Regions from separate parts of the Drosophila melanogaster genome. Here regions 1 and 2 are each linked to region 3. A link is a contact called in public Hi-C and HiChIP or PLAC-seq data. All regions are on one chromosome and are shown on one strand. Each heading gives the region's core, a stretch centred on a gene start, on an enhancer-like site or on the middle of the called end of the contact. The rest is flanking DNA. Distances are from core to core; before and after follow the strand shown. Region 1 holds the start of rho-6 (rhomboid-6). Region 2 holds the start of Phae2 (Phaedra 2). Region 3 holds the start of CG31759.

The links. Hi-C and Micro-C count contacts between places; a contact is called where the count stands out from the background. HiChIP or PLAC-seq counts read pairs in DNA pulled down with a chosen protein or histone mark.
Region 1: a contact with region 3 is called in a Hi-C map of the Kc167 cell line, with 8 times the contacts expected there. The contact joins the promoter of rho-6 here to the promoter of CG31759 in region 3. A contact is called at or near these places in 25 of 107 Hi-C or Micro-C datasets (the Clone 8 cell line, the Kc167 cell line, the ML-DmBG3-c2 cell line and 7 more) and 2 of 6 datasets of contacts at active chromatin or transcription factors (both in the Kc167 cell line).
Region 2: a contact with region 3 is called in an H3K27ac HiChIP or PLAC-seq map of the Kc167 cell line, with 4 times the contacts expected there. The contact joins the promoter of Phae2 here to the promoter of CG31759 in region 3. A contact is called at or near these places in 4 of 107 Hi-C or Micro-C datasets (the Clone 8 cell line, the Kc167 cell line, the S2 cell line and 1 more) and 1 of 6 datasets of contacts at active chromatin or transcription factors (the Kc167 cell line).

Annotation. Positions count from the first base shown.
Region 1 is chr2L:12,131,900-12,135,276 of dm6, forward strand. It overlaps rho-6 (rhomboid-6), which reads right to left and starts at 1,512. Exons shown (of 4, transcript NM_176024.3): 1 at 1,195-1,512. The coding sequence starts at 1,440.
Region 2 is chr2L:12,109,848-12,112,871 of dm6, forward strand. It overlaps Phae2 (Phaedra 2), which reads left to right and starts at 1,263. Exons shown (of 1, transcript NM_001298942.1): 1 at 1,263-2,409. The coding sequence starts at 1,301. The coding sequence ends at 2,098. Phae1 (Phaedra 1) reads left to right here. Exons shown (of 1, transcript NM_001298941.1): 1 at 1-817. The coding sequence ends at 608.
Region 3 is chr2L:12,206,077-12,209,444 of dm6, forward strand. CG31759 reads left to right here and starts at 1,633. Exons shown (of 2, transcript NM_165001.3): 1 at 1,633-1,885; 2 at 1,944-3,368. The coding sequence starts at 2,140. The region is part of intron 1 of bru1 (bruno 1); the gene reads left to right.

The DNA of each region.
Region 1 (3,377 bases), core at 262-2,761, 74 kb before region 3:
ATCCCGATCCCACCAAATATGACAAATGCCAGAGCTCCAAGTTGCAGCACTCGATCAATCCGATGACTAAAATGGCAATATTGCTAAATCGGACGACTAAGCGACGCGTTCGATTGTGTAATCATTATCGATTTCTGGGTTGGGCCAAACAATAAAACCTTTCAAATCACCGATCTGCATTACTAAGTGTGCAGAGTGTGTAATGAAGGTATGCAGTCAGGTATTAATTAATGAGTTTCAAATTAAATAGGCCACACTTGTGGGACTTTGTTTCGAAGACAATTTCCCAGGGGCCAATTGGCAATTAAGCGGTTGAGCACTTGATAGAAGAAAAAACAAATGACCAACTTAAAATGGCTAATTTGTCTTATAATATGTTGCCCAAACACAACTTTTATTCACGTTAAATAACTAAAAATCGAAAAGTAATTGTATCAAAGGACAAATTTATCAGTGATGTCTAAATAAAACCTCTTAAAACACATTCATTTTGTCTGTTTGTTGTGCATTTTGATTGAATGGATTGGTGTAATATATCACTTATTTTCCGCTTAGTTAAAACCGCAATAAATCCGCATACGTAAACTATTGAAAAAATTTTCCAGTGAATGAAAATTCATATGAATTGAAAAGCAATTATTTACGAAGCACTCACACAATGGCACCATACACGGATAAACAAAACAAAAGCAAACGAAATGTTTTGTTTAAAACAAATCAAGTAAAAAGATTCTTATTAAGATGCGGGAGTATAAACAAACACATTGTAGATCACTTATGTTAGCTTTTTTTTTAGCTAAACATGAGTAAGAAATTAAGAGCTTATCAGTTCAAAGTTCATAATATTTTGTTGAATATAAAATTCTTTAAACTCTGTTTTTATATTTGTGATTAATATTTTAAAATTCGTTTCACATTAAGGAATTCATAACTCAATTAATTTAACATTGATAAGCACCGCCGTAGTCATCACATATAGTTTCACCTTTGACACATTCACAGGTAATTTATTAGCCTACGTAATTTCTTATCTGACGGAGGGCTTTTCATCTATACACATCGTATATAGATGATTTTCTGAATTGAACACACGCATCACAAAATCACTCATACGCCACGTTGACGGGCAGACAAAAAAGGAAAACACAAAATAATAGAGAATCGAACAAGTGGAGCAACTGCATAAAATCGAACCTGCACAAAACTCATCAGCAAAATAAACCAGGGCACCCGCCACAATCGCTTCCTCCTCACATGGCCCACGTCAATGGTTCGTGTCAGGTCATCAATGAATTTCTTGTGCGATTCCGCACTGAATGCGACACTCGCCGGATTGCCATCCGAATCCGTGGAATTCTCCGGCAGCAGCAGGAGCCTGACATCCTTGACGCAATTGTTATTACTTTCACTGGCACCATTGCTCTCCACTTGGGCAGACATAATGCGATTCGAAGTCGGCGGCGACAACCGATGCACGGAACGTTGAACGCGCGACTAGGCCGAGTGGGTGATTGTTCTTTCAAATGCCCCACGATCCATTCCGATCCGATCGAATCACGCCGGTTGCCTACAACATCATTGCGAGCATTGTGCTAATACAGTGATTTTGGGACTTTCAGAAGCATGCTTTTAGGCGGCCTACGGTTTTTGTCTCGACTGCATCTTATTTTAAGAAAAATCTTGAGATCACTTCAAGATATTATTTTCTTTATTACGAAATTGGTAGTTATTATGTATAATATGTTTTGAAACTTTTTTATAGAACGATTTACAGGGAATAAGTTTGAATAAATTGTATGACAGATAGCTGGTGCCGCGAGGCGCTACAAAATATTGGACGTCACCAGTGCAGCAGGACGAGGTTCAGGACCAGGATACGGCAGTGACAGTGGAGCTTCATTTAGCGACCACATGTTGGTAGGGTAGGTAGGTAGTTAGTGTTGTTGGCGCGTAATCTCATTGATTACATTTTGTTACATTTAGGATAATATTATAAATAATTATTGTACATTATTAGTCATTGTGTCATTGTGATGTTAATTTCTTACATTTTACACTTACAATAACAATTACAACTGAAATATAATTTAAATACCACCATTTCCTACATAGAATTTTCTCTTATTTTAAAAACATTTCCTTGGCATTTGACATTTTGGTGCGGGCGATGTTGCACGCAGGTTGCAGCAACAATTCCGAGGAGCAAACACAAACACAGAAATGTGGTGAGAAGCACTCGCTCTCTTGGCAGTAGCGATTAAGCTTTCAGAGAGAGCTTTTTTTTACTCATTTCAAAGTTTATGCTTTAACAAAAAAGAGACAATTTGTAGCAGTCTTCTCATTCTCGGTTTTTTTTCGGTTTTTCTTCTCCTAAAGATTTATCTTGATGATTTCAACAGCTGTTTTACATTATCAGAATGAAAATATTGCGATCGCATACATAAGCATGTACAATAAGCCATGATTCCAATTACAAGACTATATTATAATTGAAACACAAATTTAATAGTTCCGAAATGTTTTAAAAAATAAGAAAAAATTAAACCTACGAAATGGGTGTGTTGTAATTGTAATTGTTATTGTGTTTTGAATTTTACCTAGTATAAAAACAAAATCCACAAATCTTGTTTTTCAATCCTCTTTACCAAACCGTTCGCAAATTCAACTGCAAGTGAAAGTGCAAGAGGAAAATTTCTCTCTCTCTTTCGTTTGGCAGCAGGCGTCTCTTTCTACGTTGGACACGTGGTGGGCGTGGGCGTGGGCGTTGATGGTGGGAGGCGACTGTCAACACCGAATGCTTGGTTATGAATGGCTTTTAATGAAATATTTATGTAACAAGCAATAAAGAGCACTTTTGGCTTCTCGGCGGATGCGAAAGAGATGGCAGCATTGCGAAATAGAAATGTCGAAAGAGAGGGGGGGATGCACAAGAGCGTTGGAAATAATTGTTTGGCTAGTTAAGTTTGACGCTACGTTGAACTAAGATAAAGCAAACACATAAACGAGGAAACACACACTTGGCACAACACACAACCGTGGACACACAAATAGCAGTGGTTTGTTAAATTTTGCTAGTGAAATGTAACTTAATTACATGATGTCAATTTTCATTTTACTACGTTGTGTATAAACAATATAAATATTTTATCATTTTCTCGCCTTACACCATCTTAATTCTTAATTCTCTGACTTAAACAGCAACTGAACTTGCACGCATTTTTCTCAGTGCTTGTCGTAAACTTCCTTTGCTGGTTGTGTTGCCAGAAGTCATTAACAGTCAACGGCTACGTGCCACAAAAGTGGGAGATACACCCTATAAACGGCAAACTGACAAATGCGGCAAGGCCGAAGGAAAGCAAGAAAGTTGGCTACTAAGC
Region 2 (3,024 bases), core at 13-2,512, 97 kb before region 3:
ACTGGCTAGTCACCGCTGCCCACTGCCTGACCAATAGTAACCAGGTGCTGGGCAGCACCTTGGTGGCCGGAAGCATCGCGGTGGACGGAACTGCAAGCACTACGCAGACGCGGAGCATCACGTACTTCGTGATCAATGACTTGTACACCGGCGGAACTGTGCCCTATGACATCGGAATGATCTACACGCCCACCGCCTTCGTTTGGAGCGCCGCCGTTGCCCCAGTGACGCTACCATCCTCGGGAGTGGTGCCCACTGGCACCGCCAATCTGTACGGATGGGGCAGCACTAGCACCACGAATACCGCCTCCTATCCGTCGACCCTGCAGGTGGCCACCAATGTGCCTATCATTTCGCTGAGCTCCTGCGAAAGCGCCCTGGGCACCAAGGGCAGCGATGTCCACTCGACCAATCTGTGCACTGGTCCTCTAACTGGCGGCGTTAGCATTTGCACCTCGGATTCGGGCGGACCACTGGTCCAGGGCAATGTCCTTATTGGCATCGTGTCCTGGGGCAAGTTACCTTGTGGTCAGGCCAACTCACCGTCGGTTTACGTGCAGGTCTCGTCGTTTATATCGTGGATATCGGCTAACCAGCAGGTGTCCTAAATAGTCGAGTTTTTCCCTATTTTTTCAATAAAAGCAATCAAATGTGTGTCCCTAGTGGCGGTCACTTAAATGTGGGACTTTCCTTCGCATCACAGCTACTATATCAAACAACGAGCTGTTTTTTAAAGTTTATCTTATCTCGTAAAGAGAGAGGAACACGGTGAGCAACCAACGAACAGATTTATATGCTTCACATATTTTCGGGCTGTAAATAACAATTTCTTACATTGCACAATAACAGAATAACGAACCGAATCATTGTGAAATATGTGAGTTAAGTAAATAATGTTGAGACTATGGTTTCAAAATCTAAACATTTCTTACCAGAACTAACCTTTTTAACAATGGTCTTATAGATATTATATTTATAATATTTTCCTTATCAATGGACGGGGATCCCCTCGAAAATACAGAATGACAAACTTGAGATATTGCCCTCAACACCCTTTTGCATCTATTCTCATTGTTGACTGAGTCTATCATAACAAGAGAGAAATATATATATATAAAATCGTATAATCTTAAGTTATAATAGGCTCTTATCTGAAAGACAAGGGCTCTGATTGAAAGTTCTTATCATATTCTCGGTTGGCTCGCATGAAATTTTTTATCACGAATTAATTTAAAAAGCCGTCGATAGTGCCAATGTAAACAGTTCTGTGAAAACCATGATTGCGAATGGACAACAAACCATGTGGCGCCATCGCCACCTGGCCACTATCCTCCTGCTGGCGGTGTGCGTTTCCCAAGGATCTGGATTAGCCTTGGACCAACCCGAAGGACGCGTTGTGGGTGGAAAAGCGGCGGCGGCCAATAGTGCTCCGTATATAGTGTCCATGCAGTACGGAGGAACTCACTATTGCGCCGCTAACATCATTAATTCCAACTGGCTGGTAACGGCTGCTCACTGCCTGGCCAATAGGAATCAAGTACTTGGAAGCACCCTGGTGGCTGGAAGCATTGCGGTGGCCGGAACAGCGAGCACAACACAGAAGAGGCAAATCACCCACTATGTGATCAATGATCTTTATACCGGCGGAACTGTGCCCTATGACATCGGATTGATTTACACGCCCACCGCCTTCACTTGGACCGCTGCAGTGGCTCCGGTGAAGCTGCCATCGTCCGGCGTGAGGCCAACTGGAAAGGCTGACCTCTTTGGCTGGGGCAGTACTAGCAAAACGAATAGCCCCTCATATCCGAAAACCCTCCAGGAGGCGAAGAACATACCCATCATAAGCCTCGACTCCTGCGCTGCGGCACTTGGCTCTAAGGGTCAGGATGTGCACACCACGAACCTGTGCACAGGTCCTCTCACCGGCGGCACCAGCTTTTGCACCTCGGACTCCGGTGGTCCGCTGGTCCAGGGAAACGTTCTAATCGGCATCGTGTCTTGGGGAAAACTTCCATGTGGTCAGCCCAACTCTCCGTCGGTGTATGTCCAGGTCTCCTCGTTCATAACATGGATAGCAGCCAACCAAAAGAAATGAATTCTGGAGTATAAGATAGTATCTGAATAAAGAAATACTTATGAGATTGCAGTATCACGTGCTTATTATAAATGACAACTTTTAGAGTCTTTAAAATCATGCATTAATTGATTGTAATGTATCTTTGAAAGAACTTAAAAGCATTTATATACATTTTGTTATATGTCGAATTATCTTATCTAATAAATAAATAGAGCTAGTTTAAGAAGATGGTAACCAATGTATATATATATTTTATAACAAAGTAAATCAGATAAGACTATAAATGTTTTAGATATCCAACTTATATGTGAACCCAATTTTAACTAGATAAAGCTTTCCAAGAAGTAGCAAAAATAAAGATATAAAAATAAGCTTTATCTTTTCTTTTGTTATAAAAAACTGAATATAAACCAAAAAAGGGTAATGTCAACAAGATGTTATCTTTACCAAGAAATATCCGGATTAACTTTCCATTTTTCTATTGCACAACTATTCTGAGCACTATACTCCCCAGGGAACTTAGCACTTGGAATGAGTTTTGCTTTTGAATCCGTCTCACTTTTGGTGTCAGCACGTCCAGATTTCATTTCATCCCAGACACTCCTCTTCAATCGCTGTTTTTATCAATCATATTGATCGGAATGTTCTTATTGGGAAACTAATTGCTCGGTAAGTTGCTGGACACGATCGCAATCAGTTTATTGACACGACCAGTACATAATTGAATGGACATATCAATTTCCCATCACAATCACACCAGCAAAGCTTATTAAGTGCCTCCAAAAGAGCTTCGCAAGCAAGGCGGCCAAGAGCGCGGAACGTGGCCCAAAGAACGATGGCCAGAACACGCCCGCAGCTAATCAGGCTCTAATGGCGATAAATATTTCATTCTATATTATTCTGTTTCCATTCCCCCAACCAAACACGCCTCCAAGTCCCAGTCA
Region 3 (3,368 bases), core at 383-2,882:
TGTAAAAAGGAAAATAAGAAGAAATATAGCAAATTCCCGCAGCAAGTGAAATAGGTGAGTGCAAGAAAGTTCTTCAAGTGTTCAGACCAAAAGCGGATATTCTAGTTGTCCTTGAGTGTGAATGGAAAGTGGGTTGGTGTGCTGTGAACTCGTCCTGTGTGCTGTGTGTGTGTGAGTGGGTGTGTGCGACACGGTGCTTGGGCTTCCACGCTGCATGACAGATTATCGCAAGGACCTTGCCGTCCTTTGAGTGTCCTCGACGGTTATTGAAATTGCTGCAATTGAGTTCGGAGTGCTCGAAGCTATTTAATTGCTGCCGCCTGCCTCCAAGAACTTGCTTTTCACCACTTCTGTCGAAGATGAGCTAACTATTTTGCTGATTTTTGGTGGATTTTAATCTTTATATCTCAGAAATATACTATCGAATATAATCATCTATACTTAATTTCAATATAAATGCTGGTAAATTTTTGAAAAGTGTATATAATATTGCTTAAAAAATGTTCAATATGTAAAACTCTTAAATGACTTATAGTTAGTTTCTAGTCCTTGTTCCATCCACTGTGTCTAATCGAAGCTTTTTGGCCATCTCTGGTTCGGGTCAATAGGAAAGGAGTAGGGAACAGAAGGAGCAGCTAAAAGTCCTCTTCTTTTTCCCGCAGGTGTTGTAAGCCAGCAACGAGTCCTGGAACTGAGCCAAAGCTGCTTTCTCTCAAGTGCTAACTAATTTCGTTGTTGTCCTTACCGCCTCTGCTCCACATCTCGGGCCCAAGGATGCTCTCTGCATCCTCGGGCTTAGCCTCATTCCCTGGCTCATCCTCATCATCGGCGTCTTCCTGCAGTTTCGTTTTTGGTGTCAGCAACATTTCTTCAACTGGTTTCGTTTGCCCTGCCAGTCAGGTTGTTGTCCTTTTTGGTCCTCTGTGTCCTTTATAGAGTTCTATGCGATTTTTCTCTTGTTTTTGATTTTTATTTTTTCATTTGCTCCTTCGTAGTGCAATCTTTTTGGCAAACTCTTGTGTGGCGCACAGTTGTTGACTCTGTTTCGGGGCCAAGCCAATTCCTTTTTGGCCTGGCCAAGTCATCTCTTGGCTTGTTTCGGCGTTTTATGCACTTGTGTGCTCCATACCTTTGGTCCACCCCTTTGCCAAATACGCTCTACACATATGATCTGGCTTCTGTTTCGAATTTTTATGGCCGTCGTCTCAGTTGTCCTTTCTTAACTTGGCCGAAAGTTGAGTTTCCTTCGTTGGGGCAAGATGTCTCATTTGGATCGTAACACTTAGCTTAATGTTTACGACGTTTGCCGTGAAAATAGTTTTCAACTGAAGTGAAATAGGAGGTTTTATAGTTTTGTTCGGGTGTATATTTTGCGAATAATAATGTTCCTCCTAATGACCACAAAAAAGGAATAAACGTTTCCTATATAGAAATTTTTTTTCTATTTCATAGAAAAAATCTTCTATTCTTCGATATGTTCAATTTCAGATCATAGCAACTCTTCATATATTTATCAGCTTTATAATTTTATGAAAAAAAGTAATATTTAAGTGAAATCTTTTTGCTTTCAAGATTTGAAATTAAATAAAGCTTTTATTAAAAGCTTTTGCGTCAAAGCTTCAACGTTGCTAATGGCAGAAGCTCTCTCAAGATCAGCTGTTTCTCAATGCCGAGCATGTGGTTGGTTTCGTTGTGAATGCCAAAAACAACAGCTGATCGCGCGGCGTGGCAGAGCGAAAAAGTAAAAATCTCTCTTCGTTTTTATCGAAATCGGCGCAGTTTCGCCTAATTTCTGCGGTGTTTTCGTGCAACACGACTGTTTGCCGATTGTAAATAGGTGTAAAACAACTTAAATGTGATTAATTTTGCAACTAAATCTGGACAAGTGAGTTGTTACGACATCGGTGCACCAAGTAAAGTTGTCTAACCCAAAATTTTCCCAGATAAAACGGCGAAAAACAAGTCAACTAAGAGAAGTTCTCTTCTTCAACGCCGATCTTCGCTCCAACATTTGCAACATTGATGGGGTTTTTTTTGTTTAAAAACATAGTTCGCAATTCTGATAAATTATTCGGAAATAAAACTCCAACTAGAGTTTCGCTATTGTCCAGATTTTGTGGCACTTCCTTGGCTGGTAAAATGGAGAAGGTTTATTTGAGAAATGCAAGTGATACCAAAGAATTGGACATTGTGTTTCGCTTTGTGAATGAGAATTTGAAAATAAACCGGGAATTCAATTTCCGTCGCCAGATGAATGAGCCCATTGATGCGATATTGGCCAGGATTCAGAGTAATATTATTGGCAGGCTTGCAAAGTCCTGCAAAAAATCAAAAATCAAACCGCCGGCAGAAATCAATGTTAAACTTCTGAGTGACAAATATGGTGAAAAATTCAATGAATTAACATTTGAGGATCTAGTCGTCACCCAAGATATCAGCAATGTAAAACTGCAGGTATTAGATACGGTCTACGATTTGGTGTTCAATCCACCGTGGATTTCATCCCTAAAATTTTTGCCCTCATGCATATTGGCAGGATTTGTAATATACCCCACCAATGTTCAGATACAATTCGGAGAACGTCAGTTCAGCAAAGCAGTTTGGTTCAAGGCCAAAAAGCCCACAGACACCGATTGGGAGGTGTGCGGAGAAGGATTTCAATATCTAGTGACTCCTGAGGATATTGGTTACCATTTGAAGTTCGTGGTGACGCCGGGTAATGCACTGGGAATGACGGGTCCTGTGGTGGAGAAGATAACCAACTCTGCAGTGCAGGAATCTCCCGGGCGTTGTCCATTCCAAGATCGCCAAAGGCACACCACGAATTCTTTGAGCGAATCGAATGAAATTCGTGTGGTGTCTTACAATTTGTTGGCCGATTTATATGCCAGTAGTGACTATGCCGGTAGCACTCTGTTCTCCTATTGCCCGGCAAAGTATCTGCAAATAGACTATAGGAAGCCACTGTTCATCAACGAGATCATCGGTTATAACTCCGATATTCTCTGTCTACAAGAAGTCGATCAGCGAATATTTGATTTTGATTTAAAGGAAATTCTAGAACAACCGCCGTATAACTATCACGGCATAATGGCCCCGAAAGGCAAATGCGCTGAGGGAGTGGCAATTTTCTTTCGGAACTCGCGCTTCGATCTCTTGGATTCTCAAATCCTGCATTTGGGGTCCAATATTCCCGCACTGCCCGTATTTGAAAGCCTTTGGAATAAGATCAAAGTTAACGCACAATTAGCAGAACGAATCTGTGAACGGTCCACCACTCTGCAAACTTGTTTGCTTAGAATAAAGGGTACCGATAACTACGTTCTGGTGGCCAACACGCATTTATATTTCCATCCGGATGCAGATCA